3 separate regions of the Sus scrofa genome follow, and all the other regions are linked to region 1. The links are chromatin contacts, called in public HiChIP or PLAC-seq maps. All regions are on one chromosome and are shown on one strand. Each heading gives the region's core, a stretch centred on a gene start, on an enhancer-like site or on the middle of the called end of the contact. The rest is flanking DNA. Distances are from core to core; before and after follow the strand shown.

Region 1 (4,862 bases), core at 953-3,452:
GTTCAAAATGGTTTAATTTTCCTTGGGTGGTTATAATGACAATTTCCTTAACCTGATAAGATAACAGATTTTTAAAAAATGTAATCATGTATTTATTTTATGGTTTGCACAAGATGTACCTTTAGTACATCCAGATTTTCATAACCCATCAAACAGTTTTTCAGTATGTGTTATGGCAGGATATTCTAGAACTGCCAAGAAAAGTAAATTCACAGAGCTGCCTGCAACTCACTAACTATAACAAATTAGCATAAGCATCCCCATTTTAGAAGGAATGGCTTTTACAAGTTACACAGAAAAATAATGTGATTTTGCATTTGTATCATTAAAAATTACCCATACAGTACATGGTTTTATCAGGAATATTAAACACGGCCCAGACTGTTCAACATATCTGGTTAGTCTATTTGAGGTAGAACTCCTTAATGAAACAGAACTGGGTATGATCTTCAGAAAAACTTGGAAAACTAGCTTAAAAGTACCTATTTTTACGGATTTTTTTTCTACTTTAAAAAAAATGCATATCGAATAAAACCTTTCAACACTTGTCAGCTCTCCTGCGAACATACCATATAAATGGACTGGCACCGACTGCCAGGAAAAACTAAAGGCCAAATTACTTTCTTCCACCCATGCTGTGAAGTTCAGACAGAAATCTGTCCTAGAGTCGTACCATACAGATAGCATACAATGAGCCATTTAGAAAGAACTGAAGGATGGATAAAATTCTTCAGATTTCTCTGCACAATAGCAAAGATCTTATTTTCTTAGTCACCCTCATAATTTAAAATGCCTCTGGCTGGTTATTCACAGCACAAAACAGAGGTGCATATTTTCAAACATCTAGTTTGCTTAAGCTCTATTAATTCTAGCAAAAGGAATTAATAACTGCAAAAGGCAAAAGGAACTCTGGCTGCAGGCTTACCTTATTGAAAATCTTTCTATGGAGCAATCGGTCTCCAGGGCAGTACTAAAGAGGTATCATTAGTACCTGCAATAAATGAAAAACTCAGCTCAGAGCCTCAGCAAAGATTTTCTGACCTGGGCAATGTTGCTTCTTAAGTCATGTGGGTCAGCTGTGAAAAGACTTCAAAGTTCTGCTTCCTGTGATCTCCTAAGTTTTGGCTTGAGTGGATAAGAAAAAACCAAGGATCTTTTTTGTAGTGATAAAGTGTTCTGTGTTTGTCCACTATAGGCCCAATTCTAGCGTGGTCCATGCCTAGTGAAGTCTATGACTTTACCCTACAAACAGAGGGCAGGAAGACTGTACATGACTTCAGCCTGTGATGCAGTGTCCATTAAATAACTGTACTCTGCTAAACTCCAGAGCCTGACCTGAAAATACTGGTCTCTCTGTTGACTGAGATGTACACCTGATTTTCATCTGGCAAATTGTACATGTGTGACATCACCAGTATCAGAAAGAGTATTCCATACAAAATTACCCTCCAAGTCCCTGGAGTACTTTGGAAGGAAGCCAGTACCATCTCCTTGATGTCACCTACAAGAATCACGTTGCATTTCACCAATGAATTATCAGCCAAAGACTTAAAACAAATAGTTGTCTTTGCCTTATGCCAGCTCTTCCTCTTTTCTGACAGTTTCGTTTCTTTTCTTTCTTTTTCTTTTTCTTTCTTTCTTTCTTTCTTTCTTTCTTTCTTTCTTTCTTTCTTTCTTTCTTTCTTTCTTTCTTTCCTTCCTTCCTTCCTTCCTTCCTTCCTTCCTTCCTTCCTTCCTTCCTTCCTTCCTTCTTTCTTTCTTTCTTTCTTTCTTTCTTTCTTTCTTTCTTTCTTTCTTTCTTTCTTTTTCTTTCTTTCTTTCTTGGCTTCACCTGCAGCATATGGAAGTTCCCAGGATAGGGGTCCAATCAGAGCTGCAGGGGCAGGTCTGTGCCACAGCCAAAGCAACTCGAGATCTGAGCTGCATCTGTGACCTATGCCACAGCTTGTGGCAATGCTGGATCCGTAAACCACTGAGCAATGCCAGGGATTTCACCTGCATCCTCATGGATACTAGTTGGATTCTTAACCCGCTGAGCTACAACAAGAACTCCTTTTCTGGCAGTTTCTGATAGTTATGGTCACTTAGCTTAGATCCGAGTGAATACCCGAGGGCTTAAACATCCAAAATTGTAAACCCACTGGTGTGGCACTGCTTGCATAGAAAAGCAGAAGTCCATGTGTGAAATATGAAAAAGAATTAGGAGAATGTGGGTTGTGTGTTTCTTGGTGTTGCCTAGCAATATGGTTAGGGCAACAGAAATCACAGAAAGGGTGAAATTCACACCCACAAAGAAATCATATTATTCATAAACACACACACTCACTCACACATATACACACATCTGGCATCTCGAATAATGTTACAAACTATAATTCTAGAATTATAGTCAAGGTAAAACAGTCTTCAGAGCACTGTAAAATAAACATGGTAGGTAATCCATTATGGATGTTTCAAAGTCTTTTGTGAATATAACTATCACTAAAGAAAAAATATTATGGCTTTAAGTGGAGTTCACAACTAGCCCCAGAGAAAGGAGCTCTGCCAATATAAGTAAAACCCACATTCTAGAGTAAATATGTTAATAGGTAAAATTACCAGAAGTATTCAATATATAGAGATAACTTTAACCTCTTTGCTCATCTTTATTTAGAAATATTGAGGTTTGCCATTAATTTTCATAAGAGCCAAGTGTAGTGGTACAAAGCATGATTATCAATGGAGACACTTGATTTCAAATCCTGACTCTGTCTTTTGCCATCTTATTTAATTTCCCTGAATCTGACTTCCCTCATCTGTGAGTTGAAAATAATAGCAATATTTAACTTATAGGGCTGTTGTGAGGATTAAAATAAGGGAGTCCATGTAAAGGCCACCTGATTGCTTTTCAATAAATATAGAAGCCACCAGTTAAGCCAAGCAAAGGAGTGAGTAGGGTTTCTGCCTATTAAGAATGCTGGTCTGGTGTCAGGAAGAGGGTATTATGACCTCTAGTTCCTGCCTGAAAGGAGAGGTGAGCAGTCACCCTGCTCTTTCCTCTTGATCCTGCCAAAGTCAAAAAGTCAACCTACTCAGTTCTAAGAATGAGACCCAAGACTCAAATGTGGCCACTTACTAAAGAAAACTCCACCCTAAGGCTACACAGCCCAGCCAGCTCCCAGGTCGAGGCTCCCCTCCCAGAACAGCTTGCTCCTCCATCCTGCATCCTCCCAGGTTACCAATCTGGAGGTCTCCCAAAGGGACTTTCCTCTTTCTTCTTTCCAGCTGACCTTGGAAGTGTTCTCAGTCTGGGGCAGAGCGGTGGTTTGCTGGATAGCTACTGCTTACACAGGCTATGCCGAGGGGAACTCATGGGTGGGGGAAGCAGGGAAGCATCATGTCTCACATCTGCTTGACTTTCGAGCTCTAGTTCCCAGCAGTGTCTGTCTCTTAAGATTTAGGTGACACAGCATCAGAATAGCTGAGCTGCCAGCCTACCCCTGGGAGAAGTAGGTAATTAGCAGAGCTTCCTGAGTAGCACTGAGCCAAACAACATGTGTACCCTACCAGGCAAAAGATGAACAGAGAGTGCTTTGTGAGAGTGTGACTATTTATTAATTTTATATGTGAATCAAGAAACAATTTTTAAAAGATATTTTAATCTGTTCCTAATATCCTTTTACTTGTAGGAATTTGGGATTTTTTTAATCCTTTTGAACTATTTCAAATGGAATTAAATTATAAGAGTTACTTATTGTGGTTGAGAAAATTACATTTATTAAGAGAAGAATAATTTTTTTCTTTGGCTTTTAAAAGTCCTTGAAACAACAGTTAGAAAATATAATGATAAATCAACTATACTTTAATAATAAAAAAAGAAAATATAATGGAAGAAAGGACCTCACTTGTATTAGCAACAAAATGATTAAATTCCTAGGGATAAATGTAAGAAGTGAAGAGCTATTTATATGAAGACTTTTAAAGGTACAGCGATTCAAAAAGAAGACTTGAACAAATGGAAGGACATCCATAATTTTAGATAAAAAGGCTTTATAAAAATGTCATTCCCCCAAATTACCTCAGTTTTTAAAATAAAGGCTTTTTAAAAATTATACAAGTTGATTATAGTATTAATATGGAAAAATAAACAAGCAAATGTATGCAGGAAAACCTGAAAAAGGAAAGCAAGGGTTGCCTGCCTGTGTTAATAGTAAAACACAAAGCTATGATAATTAAAAAGGCAGGGCACCTGAACAGACAGGCAGCTCAAAAGAACAGAAATGGACCCAGATACAAAAAGACATTTAGTATGAGATAAAATAGCATCTCTTATCTGTGAAGAGAGATGGCTTATCCAATAAATGGCATTTGAACAACTGAGTAATCCTCTGGGGTGGGGAATTAAAGTTGAATCCAAACCTCACAACTTTCACCATGATAAATTCCAGGTGGGGTAATATTTCTAGAAATACAGAAAGAAAATGAAAATCCTGAACATGCCAGAATAAGTTGTTTGAAAATTTTTTTTACATAATCTTGCAGTATGGTAGGCTCTTTGAAATATAGAATTAAAGCAAGAATCCATAAAAAACTGATTTATACATATATTCAAATATTTCTGTATGGCAAAACAACAGCAAACACGGGCAGCGTTGAAAGACAAACCACAAACTTCAACAAGAGCAATTCTTACAACAGGTAAAGGATTCTTACAAATTAATAAGAAAAAGATCAATGTTTCCATTAAAAAACACAGTTTTCAGAAAAAGAAATAAATGGAAAAAAGTTCCAGGTCACTCATAATCAGATATCACTTTTATCTATCAAATTGAGAAAGATGGAATAATAGTCACTCTTGGCAAGAACATGGTCAAACAAGTACT
Region 2 (4,862 bases), core at 982-3,481, 110 kb after region 1:
CTGGCACTCTGCAGAAGGCATAGCATCAGAGCAGAATTGCTCAGGAAGGGAGGTGGCCTGTGTGGGTGGGAACACTTCTGCTTGCCCGTGGGGGTTTGGAATCTCAGATCCCTGGGCTCATCCCTGTCATGTGATCAGGTGACTTTCTCCTGAGAATTGTACAACCTTGGCTCTGGAAGGAAGGGAAGGGGAAGGGTGAAAAAGAAGATGTGGTCTAACCGCCTCAACTTGATGAATGGGAACACGGAGGTTTGGTTGGTGAAACCACTCAGACCCAAGAGCTAGGAGCAGCAAAGCTAGGACCAGAGGCCAGATTTCAACTTGGTTTTCTCATTGGTAAAATGGGTAGGCTGAAAGCATGGGGAATGCCCACTCTCATTAGAGGCTGAAGGTACAGCAGGTACTGGTCAAAAAGTCAAAAGGCCACTGAGCTGTTTATTCTGTTGGGATGAGGACAGTTTCTAAGAATCAGGGCCATGGGTTTTCTCCCAGGAGAGTTTTGAAAGCAGAGTTTGCAGGGACCTCTGTCCTTAGAGACAGGAGGTCACAGCTGAGGTATTGGGCCAGATGCAAACACTTCCCTCTCTGTTCTTGTTAATGCTGATAAAAAGAGTTTCCTTCCGCATTCTCAGGACCAGCTCCTCACCCCTCGGCCGCTAGCCGATTCAGTCACCCGTCCCCCACTGCTTGTCACACTATCCTCCCACCACCTCCACTCTCTCACCGACCTGGACTTGACCTTGCCCTAGACTGTCCTTTGACAGGATTTAGGGCCACTTGCCTCTCCTCACCTCCGCCAGTTCCTTCTCCTCTTTCTTACCCTGGTGGGTTCGTGTTTCACTTCTCCCCCACCCCAGGGGACAGAGCGTGGAGGCAGAGAGGGCAAGCACCTTATTTCTGGCAGCTGTGGGGGGCCTCAGTGGCAGGAGTTGTCTAGTTATGGGTCTGCTGTCAGGCACGCCTCTCCACCTGGCCGGCTTGGGGTTTCCTCTTTTGCACCCTGGGGAGAGTCTCATCTGTTTCATGGGGCTGCGGGTGGAAACTGATGATCATGGTTAACACGCACTGAGCCTCTCCTTAACTTCTTGTCAGGGTCAGCCTGGGATGGATCTCATGGAAACCTAATGAGAACTTTTGTTTTACACCCAGAAAAACAAGCTCAGAGAGATGAAGCTGTTTGCCCAGGATCACACAGGAATCGAGGGGTGGAGGCAGGATTAGAACCCAGGTCCTGGGCCTTCAGAACATGAGCTCTTAACCACATCACCACACCATCTTCCTGAAAAGTAACATCTGTACGATGCACATGGAACTACCAGCCACAGAAGCTACAGAATTTCCAAACATGAACACTTTCCCTCCATTCGCACCCCCTCTCAGATTTGAATGACAGCTGCAGACTCGATGCTCCCACCCCCCCAACCCCTCGCCACTATCTTATTTCACAGTGGGGGCTGGGGTGGGATGACGCCCCTAGTCTGTTCTCTTATACTTTTACTGGTACTATTCCCTTGCACTGACGATAGAAATGGCAGCTCAGAGAGGTTAAGGATCTGGGCAGGGTCACACAACTAGTCAGGAGCTGCAAGGAGATTTGCAAGGTTTTTTTTTTTTGGTTGCTTTCTTGGCCACACCCATGACATGTGCATATGGAGGTTCCCAGACCAGGGATCAAACCTGTGCCACAGCAGCAACCAGAGCCACTGCAATGACAATGACAATGCCAGATGCTTACCCACTGCACCACTAGGGAACTCCAAAGCAGGCAGATTTGAGTGCATGCTAATTCATTCAGTTATCGAGCACCTACTGTATACCAGCCTTCATGTCATGTGCTAGGTATGCTGTGGGGTCCACAACAGGACTCCTGGCCTCTCAGGGCTTGCAAGTGAAAGGAGGTGGCTGATAAACTGCTTAGTGACAGACCTTACAGCTCCTTACAGCTAGGCTGATCCTGCTCTACAGGGTTGTCTTCCTTGCACTGTTGACATTGAAACAAACACTTGCAGCTGGCTCACCATTAATGGCCCGGTCCAATGGAGCCAGAGGAGCAAAAGGGCTGGGAACTAGATCCTGTGGCCACAAGTCATATGGAGGGAATGTGAATGGCCTGCCTGGCCCCTGCTGCCTTGTCGTTCCTGATAACACCCAGCAGCTGCTGCCAGCCCTGTGGGCGAGAGGCCCCCCGGGGCTGGCAGGGCCTGGGTGGGGCCGTGACTCACCACCACCAGCCGAGCTCTGTCTGAACACTTCCCCTCCAGTGGCCAAAACACCCACTTGGAAACCAAGGTGAAAAGAGGGTGGGGCCCAGGCTGGGATTTGAGCTTGAACATCTGCACTCTGTGGTCCTGCTCTCTAGGGGTCTTCTCCTCCTCCATTCCTCAAGAAGTGTGTGCTCTTCCCAAGAATAGCCTATCAGGAGGTTGCCTGAGCCTGAAGGTGTTGAAGTCTCACTGTGAATTTTTAAAACTCTGTGTCACCCCTTCCCTTCTTTGCACTCCTCTCTCAGCTACTCCTCCCTGGGCCACCAAGGGCTCCTGTTTAGTTTCCCTTCTCCTCTCTCTCCCCTTTTCTGTGCTTTCCTCATAATTCTCCACTCACTTTACTGGGAAGAATCACTTTCTCACAGCCTCTTGCTTTTCTGCACTTTTAGTCATTAAGAAAGAGTTGCCTTTTCCCTTGGGGTCAAAAGAATATTCCTAGACTATCCTCTCCCTTCCAGACATTTGTTTCAAGTGCTGGGATCATGCACGTTGGTGGGATTACTTTAGTGATAGATGTAGTCTAGTTACCCTCCTCTTGCCAGACAGCAAGATGCACCATTCGTCCTACCTACCTGTCCATCTCCTGTAAAGAAAAGCCAGGTGAAGACCAGCCTCCCTTTGCAGGTATGTCCACTGAGAGCCAAGACTGCCAGCCAGTTTTTTGCACCAGCACAGAGGCAAAGGCTGGAGTGTGGAGCCACCAGCCCAACCACTGAACACAGTGGGGGCCTGTGTGCCTCTGTCCACAGTGAGAGAGAGTCTAGGAAGACTGAGAGAAAGAAACAGAGACAGCTCAAGAGCAAGCCACGTAGGTACACGGAGACAAAGATGGGAGAGACAAAGAGTGAGCATAGGCTTGTGTAATAGAGAGAGAAGGAAATATGAGTCAGAAAGAAGGACAGGAGAAAAGGAGAGAGAGAGAGACTCGGGAGAGAAAGGAAAAGAAAAAAAAAAAAGAAAATTAGGAGTTTCTGTTGTGGCTCAAGGGGTTAAGAGCCTGACTAATATCCATAAGGATGTGGGTTCAATCCTTGGCTTTGCTCAGTGGATTAAGGATCCGGCACTGCCGTGAGCTGTGGTGTAGGTTGCAGGTGAGGCTCGGATCAGACATTGCTGTGGCTGTGTCATAGGCCAGCAGCTGCAGCTCCAATTTGCCCCTAGCCTGGGAACTTCCATACGCCACACCTGCAGCCCTAAAAAGCAAAAACAAACAAACAAAACCAAAAGAAAGAAAATTAAAAGAGCCACAGATATTTAGAGCCAGGAATAATCCTGAGAAATGATTTTTTTTTTTTTCTTTTAGGGCCACACCTATGGCATATGGGAGTTCCCCAACGAGGGCCATAGCAATGCTGTTATAGAGCTGGATCCTTACCCACTGAGCAAGGCCAGGGATCAAACCCACATCCTCAGAGACTCTATGTCAGGTTCTTAACATGATGAGCCACAGCAGGGACTCCAGAAGTGATTATTGATTTAGCCAACACAAATGCTTCTAGACTCACACTACCTGGGTTCCCCCTCCTACCTGCATGGTCGAGACACATTACTAACATCTCCTGCCCCAGTGTCCTCACCTACAAAATGAAGGGAACTGACCTCACAGGGTTCTCAGGGGTGCTGTATGAGCTAACATGTTAAATAACCACTCTAGAAATGTTCCTTTTTTTTTTTTTTTTTTTGTCTTTTTGTCTTTTAGGGCTGCTCCAGTGGCATATAGAGGTTCCCAGGCTAGGGGTCGAATTGGAGCTGTAGTCTCCAGCCTATGCCACAGCCACAGCCACTCGGGATCTGAATTGTGTATGAGATCTATACCACAGCTCACAGCAATGCCAGATCCTTAACCCGCTGAGCGAGGCCAGGGATTGAACCTGCATCCTCATTTATGCTAGTTGGGTTCGTTAACTACTGAGCCACGACAGGAACTCCAGAAATGTTCCTTGTTATCACTTATGGGCGTTTATGTGGCAGGAAATGTGGGAAGTGCAAAGACGTCCAGGACCTCTGCTCTAATGTTGGGGAGGGGTGTACGCTCATTTCCCCTGGGCTGTCTGGTTCCTTTGTGGTTAAAAACAGCACCCCCTTTCAGTCCCCAAAGTGTCCTCGTTTAGATGACAGGCTTGCAAAACCACCTTATTCAGGGGGCAGAGAGTGTGAGCTCACTGGGATAGGTTGAGCACTCAGATCAATCAGCTGCCTGCCTGCCTGGAAGTGACACTCCCGCAGGTAGTGCAGTGGCTGTGTTGGCTGGAAATCCAGGTTTTTATGTGAAATCATATTTTTTTCATCTTTTTGCCATTTCTTGGGCCGCTCCCGTGGCATATGGAGGTTCCCAGGCTAGGGGTCGAATCAGAGCTGTAGCCACCGGCCTACTCCACAGCCACAGTCACAGCCACAGCCACGCGGGATCCAAGCCGCGTCTGCAACCTATACCACAGCTCACGGCAATGCCGGATCCTTAATCCACTGACCAAGGCCAGGGATCAAACCCGAAACCTCATTGTTCCTAGTCGGATTCGTTAACAACTGAGCCACGACGGGAACTCCAAAATCATCTTATTTTTTAAAGAGACTTTAAAAAACTTCTTTCATACTTAA
Region 3 (4,862 bases), core at 1,008-3,507, 73 kb after region 1:
GCCCCAGTGAGGTCAGCCAGTTAGCAGTTAGAAAAGGAGGCATTTCTCACACTTGCTAATGAATTTGACGCTTGCGAAACATAAACAGGAAGTGGGAACTCTCCAAAGCGACCTGAAGGAAATCCACTCCCAGTCTGGTCAACGTGTGAATCCCAGTTCTTTAGGTTGTCAAGGACACTGCCAATTAATACTGACCACCCTCCCCCTTCCCCAACACCCACCCACCCAAACTGCACTCTAGGCTAATCTTCACGGGTCTCACCCCATCTTTTTCAAGCCTTCCCACAGCCAGGTCACTCAGCAGCGGGGTGACTGACCCGAGGCGCAGTGGGAAAGGCTTACAGTCATCTCTCAACTCCCCGAACTTGCAGGGCAGGGCAGCGTAGAGGTCAGTGAAATCCCCAGCCAGGCCTTATTTTAGTCATGAATTTCCACTGGCTCCCTCCTCTGACTGCATCAGCGATGCTCACGCCGCGCGCTTGGAGTTTCAGCTGTTTTCCTTGCTCCAGGCTGAGTTAGAAGGTCACAGAGGCCGGACTTTTCCGGGGAAGGTAGGTGGGGGCCTCAGGCGACCTAAGTGAAATTGCGGAGATCTCGGGCCGCTGGGAAGAGACCTTTCTGCCCCAAGCTCCGGGCAGTGTGTTAACTTCTCATCCCTCCTCTACCCAGGCGTCTTGGTTAGCATTAAATACCATTTTTAGTAGGAAACCCCCCAAAACAAAAACACTTTATCTTTTTTTCCTCTGTCCACCAATGGCACCGATATCGTTTTCCAGGGCTGCCTTGCCCAAGGTATTATCTTCCCAGAGGTTCCTGTAAATTCAAGGGCAGAATCTGCGTTGGATTCCCCCACGGTGTGTCTAGCAACGGGGACAATGCCTGGCACAGGGTAGGGAAGTCAACAAATGCGTGTAGAATGAATGAATGCTAAGATGTCACTGTGAAGGGCAGATAGTTTTTCCTAGTCTCTCTCCCTTTCCTCCATCTCCGGGTGAGGATCCCACACGGCACCGCCGAAGTTCCCGGAGGGAGGGAGACGGCAGACTCCGGCGGGCCACACCGGCCCGGGGCTCTCCGTCCCCCGGTCTGGGCAGAGGGGCTCGAAGTCGGGGACGCTGCGGCCCGAGCTCCGGCCACGTGAAGTGTCACGCCCCGCGCTGCTGCAGGGCAGGCGCCGCCGCCACGGTTGTGTAACGTTGCAGCCCGAGGGGAGGCGACCCGAGCGCCTCCGCTCCGGTGGGGGCAGAGAAGGGAGGGAACGCAGGGCTCCGCGCCGGGTATCTTTCTGTGCTTGACTAGTCCAAGGCGCGCGGGGGGGGGGTACTCTGGAGCACCCTGGGGGGTGGGCAAGTGGGTGCCCGCCAGCGCTCAGGCTGTGCCCGGGAGCGGAACTCCGGGGGAGCCAGGGGCCCGCCGCACGCAGCCTCTCGGATCAGGTGCGCAGAGCGTGCTCGGCGGCGGCCTCGGCTGCCCCTGCGCTTGGCTGCCAGCCCGCTTCCCATGGGGTGACATCCGCCCCGCCCCTCGGCCCCTCCCCACGTCGGGCGATTCCTGGACTCTGGGCTGGAGGGTGGGGGCAGGGAAGCCGGCACCGAAAGAAACCCCAGCCCCTGGGGAAGGCAGGGGGGCCGGGCGACTCCCTCGGCTGAGCGCTGGTTCCTCCGAGCGGACCGCGCGGGGGGAGGAGGAAACGGGTTGGGCTGGAGCGAGCGAGGGGATATTCCTCTCCCGGCTTGAGTCAGAGGCGGGCGGATCCGTCCTCCCCCTTCCCTCCCAGGAGACGGGAACTTACTTCATTTCCCTGGGGCAGGTTCGCCCACGTTACCAACCTCCCCTCCCTGCCCCCCCCCCCCGGCTCCCCGGGCCCTTCCAGCTTCCGCGCCCCCCACCCGGCTGGGCAGGACCCAGGCCGCGCTGCCACCCCCTCTTCGGGGAAAGGCAGCCGCAGACACCTGGGGGCCGGAGCTGGGGGTGGGGGCTCCCTCGCAGCCGCGGGAGCGTTGTCCAACACGTGAGACTCATGTGATGAAGCCGGGGGAGGGCGGGCAGGTCGCTCCTTCCCTCCCCGGCAGCGGCCAGACGTGCCTGGAGTCACAGGGTAGAACACGTAGCTCCAACCCACCCACTCGCTCCCATTTAACCCAGCCCGCAGCCTCTCCATTACTCCTCGGCTCGTTCTCCCCCCACCCCCCCACTCCACCCTAACCGCCCCCCCCCCGCTCCCTCCCGCCTCCCCGCCCGCCCCACTTCTCATTCACTTGGCTCGCACAGCGCAGACGGCGCAGGGAGCACACATCGCCAGTCTGTGCGCAGAGCCTGAGCCAGAAGCCGCGGGGACACCATGCACGCCCCCAACTGAAGCAACACCTCAAAGCCGAAGCTCCGGGCAGCCGGAGGATTTCAGGGAGCTCAGACTCAGAGGAACTCCTGAGGAGAGACCCCTCGAAACCTCTCCAGGACAGTCCTCACCGGACTCTCTGCCACTGCAGACAGGAGCGCACAGTGGCCCCGGCTCGCCGCGCCATGGAGCGGATACCCAGCGCGCAGCCGCCCCCCGCTTGCCTGCCCAAAGCACCAGGACTGGAGCCTGGAGACCTACCAGGGTAAGTTGACACCCCCGGCCCCTTCAAGCCTCAACTCCAGTCCTGCGTTCTGAGCGACTTTCAACTCGGAATCGCTCTGGGCGCATATGCGGGTTCATGCCCGCCAGGGTTCCTGCAGCGGGTGCGCAGGCAAAGTCACGACCCTTCTTCGTCCCTCTCCCTGCAGGATGGATTTTGCCCACATGTATCAAGTGTACAAGTCGAGGCGGGGAATAAAGCGGAGCGAGGACAGCAAGGTAAGGGCCCCGGACCCCTGGGGACCCCAGCCCCTAGCACGCACTGAGTTCCCAAGAAAACTTTTCTCACTTTGAGGTTGGAGGGGGTATGCAAGGTGCGGGGTCCGTGCCTGGATGGCTTGGAGAAGAAGGTAGTTCTGGGTGTGACTCTGTTCATTTGCCCCTACTCTTCTCGCGCCGCGGGGTAAGGGAGGAAAAGGGCTTCTCATCCTCCTCCTCCGGAGCCCACCATTTCCCCGTGCGCCTTGCAGGAGACTTACAAACTGCCGCACCGGCTCATCGAGAAAAAGAGACGTGACCGGATTAACGAGTGCATCGCCCAGCTGAAGGATCTCCTCCCCGAACATCTCAAACTTACAGTAAGTGAGAAGCTGGCCCTTCTCCAAACCAGCTCCTTTGCCCAGAGGGCGGTCGGGGGTCACTCGCCGCCTGCAGGTCCCGCCGGGAACTGCAGGCCAGACGGCTGGATTCGAGCTGCTGGGTGGCTATTTGGGGTACACTTCCCCAGTCCTCAGAATTTTCTGGCAGCCTCATGCAAATAAGGTGAAAACCGTTTGTATTTCTCCAGTTGGCACCAACACCGGCTGGCCTTCCTTTGCAAGAGTTTAAGGCTCACCGTTCTGGTGATTTTCAAGGTTCTCTTGATTTCCTAACTTGAGCAAACCAAGCAACCTGCAATTTTTCTTAACCTCTTTCCTCCCCATCTCTTTTTAAAATGAGAGGACTTGTTTGGGTGTGTGATTTTTTTTTTTTTTTAAACATCCTGTCCTTTCTTGGCAATGGTCAACAGCTTACTAGCTTGACAGCCTTTGGTTGGGGAAAGGGAAAAAAAAAGAAGTATTTAGGGGGAAGAAAAAACTTAGATGAACTGGAAGTTATGACAGGGTGTCAGGAAAGAAACTAGGGAAAGCCTCTTGGCTGCCAGACACAGTAGAAGTCCTTCCTCGGGTTGACACCACTGCAGAGAAATGTAATCTTCGGATTCCCCTGAGTTAAGGTCAGCAGAGGCTGCTGGAAAAATTTATCTGTCAGAGCTTTCTCCTGAGGTAGCTGCTGCTTCCAAAATGCCTCCAAAGATGGGTGACACTCATTTGTTGTTTTTTAACTAGTTTTTTTTTAATAATTATATATATATATATTTTAAACATCTATAAACTTAAAATGAAATTTAGCCAACCAGGAAAGGTTGTTTTTGTTTTTTTTTCCCTTTAGAGACATCTCTCATTGCTAATAAGGGTCCCAGAGGTGGGACTTCTCTGAGCTCCCTGCTGACTGAGGCTCTTTTTATTCCAGACTTTGGGTCACTTGGAAAAAGCAGTGGTTCTTGAACTTACCTTGAAGCATGTGAAAGCACTAACGAACCTAATTGATCAGCAACAACAGAAAATCATTGCCCTGCAGAGCGGTTTGCAAGCTGGTGAGTTCCTGAGCCTGGCTATCTCCTAAGAGTTCTAGCACAAATGGAGAGCCTGTGGGCTCAACATCTGACATAAGAAACATTCCTGCAACAAACTGCTTATGCACATTCACTGGGGAAGATGCTGTTTTATCTTTCCTAAAAGGTCAGACTTTTCATTTGGGAGGCTGCTATGTGCCACCTGGCATGAATACGTATTAGTCAAACGGTAAAATATTTCTGTGGCATTTTGGCTTAAAGAGTTTCTAGGTTCTGGGAGTTTTCCCCCCCTTCCTTTCAAAATGCCAAGGCACCTATAATTTGCATCGTGGGTGTTTTACAGTTAGTCTTCTTAGCCCTGTTTCATTGGAGAATAAAATCATGGGTATGCCCCAGTGTTTTCCTGTGTCTCTACTTCCTTATCACATGGTGTGTGGTATGATCCTGGCAGGATGACAGCAGGAGTTTTTCCTGCATTTCATGTGGTTCCCTGAATAGCCACTAGGTATCTTGGTGAATTACACAATCTCACGAAACCACTGAAGTTTCATCATGTTTCTCCTGACTTCCAGAGAATCACAATCACCTTCCAGAGAATCACAATCACGTCTCGTCTCACTCTTTCCA

The links. HiChIP or PLAC-seq counts read pairs in DNA pulled down with a chosen protein or histone mark.
Region 2: a contact with region 1 is called in an H3K27ac HiChIP or PLAC-seq map of alveolar macrophages. The contact joins two enhancer-like sites. A contact is called at or near these places in 1 of 47 Hi-C or Micro-C datasets (fetal skeletal muscle) and 1 of 2 datasets of contacts at active chromatin or transcription factors (alveolar macrophages).
Region 3: an H3K27ac HiChIP or PLAC-seq map of alveolar macrophages shows a contact between it and region 1. The contact joins the promoter of BHLHE40 here to the enhancer-like site in region 1. A contact is called at or near these places in 1 of 5 promoter capture datasets (liver), 14 of 47 Hi-C or Micro-C datasets (alveolar macrophages, embryonic fibroblasts, epiblast stem cells and 5 more) and 1 of 2 datasets of contacts at active chromatin or transcription factors (alveolar macrophages).

Annotation. Positions count from the first base shown.
Region 1 is chr13:61,452,814-61,457,675 of Sscrofa11.1, forward strand. LOC106505661 (a long non-coding RNA gene) reads right to left here. Exons shown (of 12, transcript XR_002337646.1): 6 at 926-991. Among named protein-coding and RNA genes, the nearest start is that of BHLHE40, 73 kb to the right of the region's middle. Within about 2 kb of position 2,203, at least 1 of the 83 cell types and tissues checked has an H3K27ac peak or open chromatin away from gene starts, as enhancers often do. A contact at or near this core is called in alveolar macrophages, where this site is marked.
Region 2 is chr13:61,557,865-61,562,726 of Sscrofa11.1, forward strand. No RefSeq gene overlaps it. Among named protein-coding and RNA genes, the nearest start is that of BHLHE40, 32 kb to the left of the region's middle. Within about 2 kb of position 2,232, at least 23 of the 83 cell types and tissues checked have an H3K27ac peak or open chromatin away from gene starts, as enhancers often do. A contact at or near this core is called in alveolar macrophages, where this site is marked.
Region 3 is chr13:61,525,755-61,530,616 of Sscrofa11.1, forward strand. It overlaps BHLHE40 (basic helix-loop-helix family member e40), which reads left to right and starts at 2,258. Exons shown (of 5, transcript NM_001245010.1): 1 at 2,258-2,603; 2 at 2,770-2,839; 3 at 3,091-3,198; 4 at 4,133-4,256. The coding sequence starts at 2,524. LOC106505661 (a long non-coding RNA gene) reads right to left here and starts at 3,084. Exons shown (of 12, transcript XR_002337646.1): 1 at 2,910-3,084; 2 at 2,600-2,763.